3 separate regions of the Sus scrofa genome follow, and all the other regions are linked to region 3. A link is a contact called in public promoter capture Hi-C data. All regions are on one chromosome and are shown on one strand. Each heading gives the region's core, a stretch centred on a gene start, on an enhancer-like site or on the middle of the called end of the contact. The rest is flanking DNA. Distances are from core to core; before and after follow the strand shown. Region 1 holds the start of ZNF175 (zinc finger protein 175). Region 2 holds the start of PPP2R1A (protein phosphatase 2 scaffold subunit Aalpha). Region 3 holds the start of ZNF331 (zinc finger protein 331).

Region 1 (4,944 bases), core at 375-2,874, 1.8 Mb before region 3:
GCCAGGGATCGAACCTGAAACCTCATGGTTCTTAGTCGGATTTGTTTCCGCAGCGCCACCACGGGAACTCCACTTTAAGTATTTAAAATACAGGAAATTTAAGCAAGAAAGTTGGTTACACAGTTGACAGAGGAGATGAAAAGTTCAATAGAAGACAATAAAACGAAACATAGAAATGATAACAGCAGGAGGCCACCACCAAGGCGAAGGGAAGGGGCGGTGTGCCAGAGCTCAGGGATCTGGGAACGCAGAATAAGATGGGCCATGGCAGGTCTTCCCTTTTGGGAGCTGGAGGCTCCAGGGGGATGTAGCCACTGCCAGAGAGGTTGCACAATGTGAAGAGAGGGGAAGAAATAAATATCTTGGAGTTTACATTCTCTTCCTTGATTTTTTTTTTTTTTTTTTTTTTTTGTCTTTTGTTGTTGTTGTTGTTGCTATTTCTTGGGCCGCTCCCGCGGCATATGGAGGTTCCCAGGCTAGGGGTTGAATCGGAGCTGTAGCCACCGGCCTACGCCAGAGCCACAGCAACGCGGGATCCGAGCCGCGTCTGCAACCTACACCACAGCTCACAGCAACGCCGGATCGTTAACCCACTGAGCAAGGGCAGGGACCGAACCCGCAACCTCATGGCTCCTAGTCGGATTCGTTAACCACTGCGCCACGACGGGAACTCCCTCTTCCTTGATTTTAATCTCCAGTATTTGACTCACTAACTGAACGTAGTGGGAAGCCAGCTAATAAAGGTACTTGGAAAATGAAGCTTGCAGGGGTAAATCCCAGGAGTACAGAACAGAGTAGGGGAGGGACCAGAAGAGGGTCGGAGAGCACACTAGACAAAGACTGGTCTTTACATCCATCCATCCTCTCTCATAGGTCCAGTTCACGAGCCCAGACATGAAACTGACCGAAGTTGGAGTTCCCGTCGTGGCGCAGTGGTTGACGAATCCGACTAGAAACCATGAGGTTGCGGGTTCGTTCCCGCCCTTGCTCAGTGGGTTAACAATCCGGCGTTGCCGTGAGCTGTGGTGTAGGTTGCAGACGCGGCTCGGATCCAGCGTTGCTGTGGCTCTGGCGTAGGCCGGTGGCTACAGCTCCGATTCGACCCCTAGCCTGGGAACCTCCACATGCCTTGGGAGCGGCCCAAGAAATGGCAAAAAGACAAAAAAAAAAAAAAAAAAAGGAAGGAAAGAAAGAAAAAGAAACTGACAGCAGTTATTTCTGGTTGAGAAAAGTCAGCAAGTATGACCCGAATGTACAGAGTTGGGCTGCGGTGAGGGAGATGCCTGGCAGACAAGAGACTCTGTCCCTCTGAGCTTCTGTGTCCTGCCAGTCCACAACCTCAGCCATACTCCTCTAGGACCCTCTGATCCTGCGGGAAAATGCAAGAGGAGATTATGGGCTATGGCTGCAGAGAAGTCGCAACGTAGAGCAATATCAAGACTTCAACTCTGTGAAGAGAGCTTAATACATTCCCTGGCTGTACGGAATAATTCTTTGAAAATGGCTGCCTCCTCACAAAATTCCTTAGCGCGCGGCCATGCTGTCCTCCTAACAATCCCTGAAACACCGCGGAGTGACACGTCAAGATAACCAGTGGCGGCGGGTGGCTTCAAAAGTCCTAGGGTGCATGCGCAAGTTCAAACCACTCCCCAAATCCTGACTGGGGTCCAAACCGGAAGTGGCCCAGAGCGGCCATTTCGCTTGTGTTGGCAACTGTCCTAATTCGTTTATCGCCTGCGGGACGCCGAGGTGATTTGGAGTATTAGCAATAGGGACGCTGTGGGGTCCTTGAGAGGAAATCGACTTGGTGTGAATGAAGTGGGGGTTGGGGGCCGAGTGATGGGGTCTGTGGGACGAATGATGCCGGGACTGTGTTGCGAGTGGTGGGGATCTGTCGGGTGAGCGATGGGGTTCTTAGTGACGGGGGCCAGGGGAGTAAGTGGGGTTTTCTAACTTAAGCTGGATGCTTGGCTCAACTTTAAACCTTTCTTTGCAGTAGTTTGTGTAAATTCAAAAGTATCTTTATAATTTAAATTCCAAGTGTACTTCAATATCAGCTTTTATCTAACTGGCCCTGTAAAACTTGCTCACTTGGGGACAGTGAACGTACGTTTTAACAGGGCTTTCACAGTTGGTACCGGGAGCTCTATGGGGAAGTGATCCGCTGCTTGGAGGACTGTCGGAGGCAGTGATTGATTGGGAGCAGGAGCGTCACGGATTGGAGGACTCTGAGGGTCTTATTGTAACACACTGTGGGGGAGACGCGACAGTGATGGAGGACCTATGAAATCAGGAAAGTGGGTTGCTAAGGGTAGCATACGGAACCAGTCGACTGGAGGCCTAGGAGGTCAGTGATGGGGGTTTGTGAAGGTGACTGCACTGCTTTCTGGGCGTGGGTGTTGGAGTCCTTTGAGAATGGATGAGTGGGTCAGTGTTGGTCGCTGTGCACACGGTGAGGGTTGGTGATTGGCAACTGAGCAAATTAATGATAGTTTCCTATTGGGGTGCACTATCTGGAACCCTGTATTGGGGATTATTTGGGGGAGGAGTGCTGTGGAAAGCACACTCACTGGAAGCCATTTGTTGGCAGTCAGGATTTCAGAAGCTTGGCCCCGGGTGACTGAGAAGCATTTCATGACCTTCTGTGGTCTAAGCACTGGGAATTTCTGGAGATCATTGTGGTCAATTATTGCTTGGATGTGGTGGGTAGAGGGAGGGAAGTGAACAGAGGGGGGAAGTGAACAGCCGAGAAATGGTAAGTGATTGGGTGTCCTGGGTGGGGCCTGTCTGCAGGCTTTCCAGGTCCAAGTGGGGTGGAGTACAATGAACTTAAGTTCTATTTTTGTCAGAAAAGGCTGAACTGTCTACATTGTGGATAGGCACTGAAGCATCCAACTCGAAGCCTGAGTTCTCTAAAAGCAACAATAAATGCAAATGATGTTTCTGGAAGCTGACCGTATAGTTGTCACTGCAACTGTGTGCAGTTTAAATTGAGGCAGACTCATTCCTTGTATCTCCCTTTGCAGACTGAGTGCCCTTAAGGCAAATTACATGGTAGCACCGGTCTTGTTTCCTCATCCACAAAATACATATAATAGTGGTCATAACATGTAGCTGACAGGGTTGTGTGAAAATTAAAGACTCTGCAACTTGCTGATTTATTTGTTTACCATGTGCCAGGCAGGTGCAGAGGGCTTGACAAGCTTCATCCTTCTAAGTTCCTCAGTGCTTTTGATAAATGCCTTCCTCTTCATCTTGAAACTGCAAATAAAGTAGTATCTTCATCTTGTGGTTAAAAGATGTCAGAGTTGCAATTAAATCTTCAGTTTAGTCTCTCTTCATTTTTCCTTACTTTTTACCGGTTAGTTTTTCTGCATTTTGTCTACCCTAATGTCTAGCACAGTGAGCCTTCAGCGAATGGCCCTCAGAAGTTCACGTGGAGAGAACAGCAGATGGGTAACTGCATGGTCCTTGCGTTTGCAGGATTTCTGGGGTCTCTGCAGAGCCCCTGCCTCAGGCCGCATCACTGAGGCTGCAGGATCTCCCTTCACACCCCAGCCCGACTCTTCCCAGCAGTTCTGATCGGACTGATCGGAGCCTCCTGATATCCACCCAACTCCAGGCTCCTAGGAAAAGTGAAGCTGTCGGCAAAAGAGACCAAGAGTCGACGCCCAGAAGGGCCATGCTTGCTGATGGGAATTTGCCCCAGAGGCCCCAGGGCTTGGGTCCAGAGGAGCTGGATGTGTCATGTGAGGTAAGCCAGAGCCTCAGGACCAGTTCTCAAGAACGGCCAGGGCAGAGGAAGCTTCACTGGCCCACGAAGGAGGATGTGCTGGACCAAAGGGTTGGCCCCAGGGCAAAGGAAGAAGAAAAGGCAGCCCTAGCCACAGGCAGGGGAATACTGCCTCCTTCCTGCTCAGCACTGGCGAAGACCCTTCAACCTCCATCCTCCATCCTCCGCTGGGCCTTTGCATGTTCTCCGCTGATCCCCATCTGCCTCCTCCTCTCCTGTGGGGATTGGCTGGTTTCTCCTGTGCCCTCCTCGTTTATAGTCATAGGATCCTAGAGCAAAAACTGGCATTCGAGGACCACACGGTTTTGCCTGTTCTAGAAGATGAAGAAAAGCGCCAGAGAACAGCATTTCCCAATTGCCCTATTTGCATGTTTTTAAAATAACAACGACCCACCCTTAAGACCTCATTTTAACTGTGTTGCCTCCTTGAAGACCATGTATCTTCAAATACAGGCATGCAAGGAAGTTCTAGAGACGAGGACTTAGCGTATGGATGCAGGACAGCATCACTGTCCTTTGATGGGTTTAGATTCAAAGTCACGGATGTGTTGTTTTAAAAAGGAATATAATACTGTAAATCAACTATACCTCAATAAAATATGAAACAAAAAATAAACACAAAAAGGTATAATAAATATGGGGCTTATTACCAACCAATATATGCTGAGATTATGTATTTCAATAATATCTAAAAATCATGTCAACCTGACAGAAACATTTGCAACAGAAAACATTAAAAGAAAGACACAGGAGGCATATGGAGGTTCCCAGGCTAGGAGTTGAATCGGAACTACAGCTGCCGGCCTACACCACAGCCACTGTAATGGAGGATCTGAGGCGTGTCTGCAGCCTACACCACAGCTCACGGCAACGCAGGATCCTTAACCCACTGAGTGAGGCCAGGGATCGAACCTGGAACGTCATGGTTCCTAGTCAGATTTGTTTCAGCTCTGCCACAACGGGAACTCCCATTGTTGCTTTAATTTGTATTTTTTAGTAAGCAGGAATTTTTTCCCCTAAGTTTTATTGGTCAATTATTTTTGTGATTTCTTCTTGTCCTTCAGTGATTTATATTTTGGTGTGTCTTATGTCTCTGGACGTTCAGATGTCTTTGCTCACAGTTTATCTTGCTAGGCGTCTACATAAAAACA
Region 2 (4,403 bases), core at 948-3,447, 1.4 Mb before region 3:
AGATCATGTGCCACCACTAACCTCTGAGGTACAAAGTTTTCATGATAAAAATATTTTCTTTGTTGGCCAAGTTAGAGGCCCCAGTCTCCACAGCTCCGTCTAACATGGCATCAGATCTCTGCCACTGGGGTGGCTGATATAATCTGACCAATTCGAGTCCTATTTTCTAGTGTAAGTTTATTGGCACTCTATGGGCAGACTGTAATGCTCAATCCTGCCAGCAGTGAAGAAAAAAATGTGTCGGAGTTCCTGTCATGGCTCAGTGGTTAACAAATCTGACTCGGAATCATGAGGTTGTGAGTTCGATCCCTGGCCTCGCTCAGTGGGTTAAGGATCCGGCGTCGCCGTGAGCTGTGGTGTAGGTCTCAGATGTGGCTCAGATCCTGCGTGGCTGTGGCTGTGGCATAGGCTGGCAGCTACAGCTCCACTTAGACCCCTAGCCTGGGAAGCTCCATATGCCGAGGGTGCAGCCCTAGAAAAGACAAAAAGACAAAAAAAAAAAAACCAAAAAACACAACTGTTGTTGCTTTGACTCCCCATCATCTAAAGGAGGCCCAGCCCTTAAGGACTCCTGGGACATGGGGACAGCACAAGCCTTTGTGACTGATAATTTTTGTCAGGGGCCTCTGGCAAAGGGATTGCAGCCTCCACCTGCAAGCCACCCTGTCACTACTGATGGGTCCACTGCTTTCAAAAAGCAGTAATTAGCTTGCTCATGAGTGTGTCTCAAAACTGAAGCCTGGAGTTCCCAGGTGGCACAGCAGGTTAAGAATCCAGCACTGTCACTTCTGTGGCTCTAGCAATATCCTGGCTTTACAAGAATAAGTGGTTCCTATCGCTTTGGGGGAAACTTTAAGCTCTACACTGTAGTCAAAGCCACTGGCACTTCAAACCCTCCATGCTCTGAGATTTCTTTAAAGACTGATTTCCTTAGGGAAGCTGAATCCTAATGGTGTTGCCTGGGCCACTGGTTAGGGCAGAACTGGAAGCAGGGGTGTGTGGTATGATGGTTCTCATTACTGGTCAGATCTTAGGAACCTGGGCTGCTGCCAGTGGTCGAGCAGTTTAGTGTGCCACTTGGGGAAACTGTGGACTGTCAGATAAAGGACATCCCTCTCTTAGGGTGGGAACTGTGGAACCAAACTGCAGTGCTGAGAGACTTGTCTGGCTCACTCATTTGGATAATCATGGTCAGGGTCTGCTCTTGGAACAGTCTGACCAGAATCAAGCTGCTGATTCCATCTGTCCGATGCAGGGGCTCCCTACGCATAGGCACACTGGGACTCCCATAGCTCCAAAGGGCTGGCAGGTTTGGGGTAAGGGGAATATCCGGGGAATAAGGAGGGCAAGGATTGAAATATGCAAGCCCCCTCCACCACCACCCCTGCCCCTTTTAGGGGGAATAGTTTCCTAAGTGGAGTGGGTAGGGTCTTTGGGAAAGATGGTTTGGACTGTCCGGCGGCGGGGGGGGGGGAAGAGAAAGAGAGAAAAGCATGGTGTGCTCAGGCAGCCAATTTTCCAAAAGGAGACGTGCCTAGAGAGGGTTCAGGAAATCAGATAGACATACCAGCCTGAGGGGCCTAGGTTTTACCCAGAGAATAAGGTTAAGTCGCCATCCTTCCCTAGGCCTCGGCATAATACGGCACAAATCAAGGACGCACTCCCACCTCCTCCCGCACAAACAATCTTGGAGTGCGCCCTCCCGCCAGGCAGGGGGACCGCTGCCTCGCAAGCCGAAACCTGTACGATTCTGTTCCCCACATGATGTCACGCATTCCAAGCGACGCACGCGGGTAAGCTTTCTCCAGGGCTCGGACAGGCAGGCTTCGCCACCTTCCAATCCCGCCCCTCATTGGCTAGAAACAACTGCTCGTCTAGGCCGTTGTTGGCGGCGACGTAGGCGGGCACAATCTTAGTCGCTAAGATACCGCGTACTTCCGTTTCCTCCTCCCCCCTCCTAGGCTCCGGCAAGCTCAATCTCTTCCCTTGGACCAATGGCAAATGGGCAGTGGGCGGGACTTTATTTGTCCGGGCCAAAGAAACGCAGGCTTGGCCCGGCGTAGCGCGGCCAATGAATGTAGGGCAGCCCCTGTAACGTGGCCCGGGCGCCCCCAAGTCCTTCTCTCCTCCTCCCGGCCCAGCCCCTCCCTACCCGGGTTTCAGCACGGCGCCGGCCGCAGTCTGACAGACACAAGACGGAGCCAAGATGGCGGCGGCCGACGGCGATGACTCGCTCTACCCCATCGCGGTGCTCATAGACGAGCTCCGCAACGAGGATGTTCAGGTCCGGAGGCTCCGGGGGACTTGGGGAAGAGAGGAAGGGGTACCTGGGGGGCACCGGCGTCCCTCGCGGAGAAGATTCAGTGTTCGCAGGGAGTGGCGGAAGGGGGCGGCGGCCAATCAGTGTTCCGCTCACACCTCTCCGGTTCCCCGGACTCGATGAGACGGCGTCCGGGATTGGGTGTCGGCCCCGCAGAGGGCGCGCTTGGAGGGTCCCCAGGCCTGCCAAATGCGCGTGGCCGCTCCGGGCCTCGGAGGCCGCGGCCCACGAGGGGTCGGCCGACCGGGTGGGGGAGAGGCGAGGGGAGGGCCGGGTGATTGGCGGCGGCCCCTGAATGGCCCCTTGGGGATGGAGTGGGCTCGCGACTTTCTCCGAGTGGGGGAGGGGCCGCCGGATTGGTGGGGACCCGCGTAGGTTTTCTCCTTTCTGGGTTCGTGCGGCTGGGGCTCAGCGCTGTGGGTGTAATCTCTCCAAATGGAGACGGAGACGTGAAGGATGACTTTCCAAATCCTGCTCTTCTTCTCCCGGCAGTTTTGGTGTAGACCCTCCGAAAGAAGCGGGAGGCCAAAACCCCACTCCCAAGGGTGGAACTAGCTAAATTCCGAAGCGAATTGCCAGCTAGCCACTGGCCCCCCCTTCCGGTGTTCTCCCCTTAACTGGGGCCGGGGGCGGGGGGGGGCAGTTTACCAAGCGGGCTGTCGTTTCTGATGAGTGGCATGGGGTGGCGAGGGGTCGAGAAGAGGTAGGACTCAGGGCTTCGCCCATCCCAGCCCCACCTCTCACCCGCCCATTGACCTTGTGCACATTACTTCACCGATCTGGGCTTGTTTTCCATAAAACGTGGGCCAGTAATAGTCCCGGCCTCCTTGGATGGTAGTGAGTGACAGAGTTTATAACAGAAGAAATACTAGACGGCGCCTGACCTGTTGTAAAGGCCCAATAAATGTACCTGTAATTATTGGGAGTGGTGATTGAAGAGGTCCATCCTCCCTTTGGGCCTCAATTTCCCCACTTATAAAATTGAACCAGTCGCGGAGTTCCCGTTGTGGCGGAGTGGTTAACGAATCCGGCTAGGAACCATGAGGTTGCGGGTTCGATCCCTGGCCTCGCTGGTCAAGGATCCGGCGTTGCCGGATCCCACGTTGCTGTGGCTGTGGTGTCGGCCGGCAGATACAGCTCCGATTAGACCCCTAGCCTGGGAACCTCCATATGCTGCGGGAGCGTCCCTAGAAGAGCCAAGAGAAAAAAAAAAAAAAAAAAAATTGAACGGGTTGCACTGGCCCAGCCTCTTAAGGTTCCCACCGTGTGGCTCTAGCTCTGGACAGGCTGCAGCTGGAGTCCAGTCTCCTCTACTTCTTGCTGATTGATGTGGGCAAGTTAGTTGATTTCTCCCAGCCTTGGTTTCCCTTTCTCTCAAGTAGAGGTGATTATCTGGTTCAGAGGGCTGTTGTAGGAATTCATTTGTTTAACGAACACCTGCCACCTATCAGGTATGGAGCTGAGGATATAATGGTGATGCCAGTTGTTCACGATTAGAGAGCAGATGTGAAATGGAACCCAATACGTTAGTAGCACATGTGAGATGTGATGGGCAGAAAGCGCCAGGATGTTGTGATGGTGGATCAGTGAGTGCTGTCGGGCCTTGGCTCTGTGTTGGGCATTGTTCAGGGCACAGGTATTCAGCAGGGAACACGACAGACAAGTGCTCCTGGTCTTGCGGAACTTGGGTCAATTGTGAGGGGAGACGCAGTAAACAGAGAACAGGGCGAACGTGTGCTGTGAAAATGGGGAGAAAGATGAAGGAAGCGGGGGGGTGGAGGATGCGGCTGCAGAATGGTCAGTGAAGGCCTTGCTGAGGGGTGATGTTTGTGCAGAGATGGGGAGGCACCCCGAGGCTCTCTGGGCAGAGCCCCCAGCAAGCACAGGTCAGGTAGGGAAGATTCGTTTTAAGTAGGTCCGTCAGGGAAGGCCCCTCTTACGATGCAGAGGTTGAGACCAGAGCAGAAGAAGGAGCCAGCTCCCAAGGGAAGATGGAAAGAACCTTCTGGGAAGAGCAAGCCGACAAGTGAGGGCAGTATCCTCAATCCGAGGTGCATTTGCTCACGAGGGTTGGCAGTGTCTG
Region 3 (4,924 bases), core at 1,987-4,486:
CTAACTTTACACCTAAAACAACTACAGAAAGAACAGACAAAACCCAGAGTTAGCAGAAGGAAAGAAATCATAAAGACCAGAGCAGAAATAAATCAAATAATAATGAGGAAAACCAGAGAAAAGATCAATGACAATAAAGGCTGATTCTTTGAAAAGACAAACAAAATTGATAAACCCTTATCCAAACTCATCTAGAAAAAAAAAGAGAGGACTCAAGTCAATAAAATAGAAATGAAAAAGACGTTACAATGGACATCACAGAAATACAAAGGATCATAAGAGACTACTACAAGCAACTGGATGCCAATAAAATAGACAACCTAGAAGAAATGGACAAATTCTTAGAAAGGTACAATCTTCTAAGACCAAACCAAGAAGAAATATAAAAGATGAACAGAGACAAATATAAGCACTGAAATTGGACATCTACATGTAAAAGAATGAAATTAGAACATTTTATCACTCCATATAAAAAAACAAGCTCCAAATGGATTAAAGAGCTAAATGTAAGACCATAAACAGTAAAATTCCTGGAAGAAAACATAGAACACTCTTTACATAAGTTGTAGCAGTCTGGGGGAGGGGGTGAATCTGCCTCCTCCAGGAAAGGAAAGAAAAGTAAAACTTTTAAATGTGACCTATTTAAACTTAGAAGCTTTGTACAGCAAAAGAAAACATCAACAGAATGAAAAGACAACCTACTGAATGGGAAAAAATATTTGCAAATGATATATCTGATAAGGGGTAATATTCTACAATATATAAACAGCTCATACAACTCAGTATCAAAAACAAAAACAAGAAACAACTCGATTAAAAATGGGCAGAAGATCTGAATAGACATTTTTCCAACGAAGACCTACAGACGGCCAAAAGTTACATGAAAAGATGCTCAACATCACTAATTATCAGGGAAATGCAAATCAAAACTACAAGAAATCACCTTACATAGCTGTCAGAACAGCTATGGTCAAAAAGACCACAGATAGCAAATACTCCCAAAGAGATGAAGAAAAGAGAACCCAAGGACACTGTTGGGAATGTAAACTGGTATAGCCATTACGGAAAACAATATGAATGTTGCCCAAAAAACTAAAAATAGAACTAACATATCATCCAGCATTTCCACTCCTGGGTATTTACCTGAGAAAACAAAAACACTAATTCAAAAAGATACATGCACCCCAAGGTCCACAGCAGCATTATTTACAATAGCCAAGATTATGGAAGCAACTTATGTGTCCATCTACAGATGCTACAGATGAATGGATTAAAAAAAGACAGTGTAATATTACTTGGCCATAAAAAAGAATGAAATTTTTGTCATTGGCAATAACATAGATGGACCTGAAGTGTACTGTGCTTAGTGAAGTAGGTCAGAGAAAGACAAATTCTGCGTTTTACCACTTAACGTGTGGAATCTAAATAATAAAACAAATTAATAAATAGAAACAGACTCACAAATATAAAGAACAAATTAGTGGGTACCAATGGGAAGGGTAATGGGAGAGGGACAGAGTGAGTTAAGAGGCAAAAACTACCATGTTTAAAACAAACAAAACGCAAGGATACTCAGTACAGCACAAGGAATATAGCCAATGTTTTAAACAACTTTAAATGGAGTATGATCTATAAAAAACATTAAATCACTATGTTGTACACCTGAAATTAATATAACATGTAGATGAACTAGAATTTTAAAAAGAAAGAAAAGGTTAAAATGGGAAATACCATCCCTACACAAAAATTCATAAACATTGAGAGTACTGTGCTATGTTAAATGCCTCTGTGTTTCACTTGGTCCCATTAGAAGTTCAGCAAAACCTTTTTTTAAAACAACTTGTGGGAGGCAGGTAAACCTCCAGCATGGAAACTGAGCTCTTTCACAGCAAAGCTGTTAATAAGATGGAACGAGATCTTAACACAAAGTTTTTCACATCACAGGAACCTTAGAAAATACATGAATACTACTGACTCACAGTAGACAGACTTAAACTAAACTTTATAAACAGTATAAAGCGGCATAGTATACGAAAAGAGAACACTTACAGAAAGATTTCATGGCCCTCCTTATCAAAAACAATGCCTGCATCATTACTTAAGGAAACCAGGTATGTCACCCCAAAACATGCTTCTTTGACATAAAAATTACTTTGAGGGAGTTCCGGTTGTTGCTCAGCAGTAAAGAACCCAAATGGTCTCCATGAGGACTCCAGTTTGATCCCCTGCCTTTTTCAGTGGGTTAAGGATCCAGGGTTGCCATGAGCTGTGGTGTGGGTCGCAGATTCTACGTTTCTACGTTGCTATAGCTGTGACTTAGGCAGCTTCAGCTCCATTTCTACCCCTAGCCTAGGAACTTACATATGATATGGGTGCGGCCCTAAAAAGAAAAAAATAATTAAACCTTCTTTAAAAGCAGTAAACACACAAAAGAGCCCCTTCTCTGTCAAAAGGCAGAAAGTAAATTCTTTAAATGACGATAGACTGGGAGTTCCCATGTTGGCACAGCAGAAATGAATCCAACTAGGAACCATGAGGTTGTGGGTTCGATCCCTGGCCTCCCTCAGTGGGTTAAGGATCTGGTGTTGCCCTGAGCTGTGGTGTAGGTCAGCGGCAACAGCTCCAATTAGACCCCCCTCCATATGCCACGGGTGTGGCCCTAAAAATTAATTAATTAATTAATAATAAATGTAGACAGATGGCATCAGAGGACTCTCAAACAAACCTCATTACATGAAGATAAGAGTTATCAGGCCGTAATAGGTCTATCACTAGCCCGGAGCACTGTCAATACTTCACAATTCATCGTTTCTTTGTCTCAAAGGTATAAAAGCTTCCTGCTGTGGACATATCTTCAGGTTTTCATCCTCTTCTGAAAGCCCCCATGTACATGAAAGAACGTAATAAAATTTGTATGCTTTTCTCGCATTAAAAGAAGAAAAGGAGAAAAGAAATCCGAAGAGCTGGCAAAGCTCCCAGCATTTTGAAATTCCGCGGCTCTGAAACGCATTCCCTCCAAGTCTGGAGGTACAGCGCTCCTTTAGGGGTAGGGGAGACGCCTTCTGAAGGCCTTGTCTAGCGCCCCCGAGATGCGAACTACATTTCCCAGAAACCTCTGAGGCACAGCTCCACTCCTGCCTCTTGAGGGGTTGCATGCTGGGTAAGCGAGCCATTGAGTGTTCAGCTCCGCGGATCTCTGGGTTTCTAGACTACATGTCCCAGAAGGCTCTGGAGCACCGCCCCCAGTAGAAACTCGCCCAGTTGCATGCCGGAAGATGCGCTTTCTGCGCGAAGATTTTTTTTTTTTTTTTCTTTCTTTTTTTTTTTTTAAAGCTCTGGTTTCCTGGTGACGGTGTCTGGAGATAACCTCAACGCTCGCGCTCGCTCCGGACGCCCTGTTGGTTGTTAGGCCCCAAGCGGTGAGTTAGTAGCATCCCAGGAGGACACCAGCACGGAACGCGGCGGGCGACTGCGGTGAAAGAGAGGCGGAGAGGCCCGAAACAGAGCCTCGGCCTCTGGCTCCCGGGAGCGGCTGCGGAGGAAGTGCGAGTGTGTGTGTGTGTGTGTGTGTGTGTGTGTGTGTGTGTGTGTGTGTGCGCGCGCGCGCGGATCGGGCTCAGCCGTGTGCATAGAGCGAGACGCGCGCGTGAGCGTCGGCGAGGGAGACAGGCCGGGTACCTGTACTGGTGACGCACTTGCGCGTGAGTGTGGGCGGGGGGCGGGGGGCGCGACTCGGCGCCATCCCCGTGGCTGTGCGTCGCGTGGGCATCTGGAAGGGGGACGCGGCTAGGCTGTGACGGGCTGTGACTCGGCCACTCTGCTCTGCGTGAGTTACATGCGCGTGGGCCCTGCGTGGGTGGCGGGGCCCAGATGTGTCTCGGCGGCTGAGATGAGCCTTTGCACTTAAGTGGGATTGGCAGAGACACACACCATGTCTCTGGCGTGGGCGTCAGTTCTTGTGACAGAGTCAAGGGGTGTCTCATGGTGGTTTGTGCCATCGCTTGGCTGTGACAGGTGCAGGATTGTGTTTGGATGTGTGGCCGCGGATTGAGTGAGCACGGTTGTGTGTGACAGTGTAACCTGTAGCTCTCATGTTTCTGCTGCTCCCTCTCCCTTCACGTTCCAACCTTCTGGTCCTTGTTTGGGGACAGTGGCCCCGAATACAAGTCAAAGCCTGAACCCTGTGATGAAAATGACAAGAATGGCACAGACATAGTCGTGAGATGGCAATCTCAGAGCCATAGGTGCTCGCCATCTCAAATTCAGGTTACCTGAGTGACAGGGTGAAAAAGCCTCGGGAAGAAGATCCCCTTTTCGGATGGGAGAGGACCCTGACCAGGTAGCTGGGGGTAGAAGACAGCTACATATTTCAGAACTCCAATTATTAGAGCCTAGTCACCAGGGATCTCCGAAATTCTGAGATCTCAGTGCCCTCTTATTTCTGATTGGTTTAAGATAAGACGTGGGAACAGGTGGGGCATTGGAGGATATTTTCTGATGTAGTCTGTGCTCCAGAAAAGCCCTAGTGTCTGATTCTATCCTCTTTTAACCCCATGCCAGCTGTCTCCAGAAAAATCATCCTGGGAGTTCCTGTTGTGGCTCAGTGGAAACTAATCTGACTAGGATCCATTAGGATGCAGGTTCCATCCCTGGCCTCGCTCAGTGGGTTAAGGATCCCGTGTTGCCGTGAGCTGTGATTTAGGTTACAAATGTGGCTCAGATCCCACGTTGCTGTAGCATTGCTGTAACCCCTAGTTACAATTAGTGAGCCACTTCCAAAAGGTTACCCTTAACTGAAGGCCATGCTTTATTCAGATTGCCTTAATTTTTGCATAATGGTTTTCATCTGTTGCAGGATCCCATCCAGGACACCACATTACATTCATTGTCATGGCTCCTTAGGCTCTTCTTGGCTTTGCCAATT

What was found. Promoter capture Hi-C pulls out the DNA fragments that hold promoters and counts their contacts.
Region 1: a contact with region 3 is called in a promoter capture Hi-C map of fetal skeletal muscle, with 15 times the contacts expected there. The contact joins the promoter of ZNF175 here to the promoter of ZNF331 in region 3. A contact is called at or near these places in 1 of 5 promoter capture datasets (fetal skeletal muscle) and 1 of 47 Hi-C or Micro-C datasets (heart right ventricle).
Region 2: a contact with region 3 is called in a promoter capture Hi-C map of liver, with 8 times the contacts expected there. The contact joins the promoter of PPP2R1A here to the promoter of ZNF331 in region 3. A contact is called at or near these places in 2 of 5 promoter capture datasets (fetal skeletal muscle and liver), 1 of 47 Hi-C or Micro-C datasets (heart right ventricle) and 1 of 2 datasets of contacts at active chromatin or transcription factors (skeletal muscle).

The regions. Positions count from the first base shown.
Region 1 is chr6:58,416,161-58,421,104 of Sscrofa11.1, reverse strand. It overlaps ZNF175 (zinc finger protein 175), which reads left to right and starts at 1,624. Exons shown (of 6, transcript XM_013995120.2): 1 at 1,624-1,749; 2 at 3,484-3,754. The coding sequence starts at 3,683.
Region 2 is chr6:57,962,742-57,967,144 of Sscrofa11.1, reverse strand. It overlaps PPP2R1A (protein phosphatase 2 scaffold subunit Aalpha), which reads left to right and starts at 2,197. Exons shown (of 15, transcript NM_214024.1): 1 at 2,197-2,284. The coding sequence starts at 2,207.
Region 3 is chr6:56,609,759-56,614,682 of Sscrofa11.1, reverse strand. ZNF331 (zinc finger protein 331) reads left to right here and starts at 3,236. Exons shown (of 5, transcript XM_021097273.1): 1 at 3,236-3,419.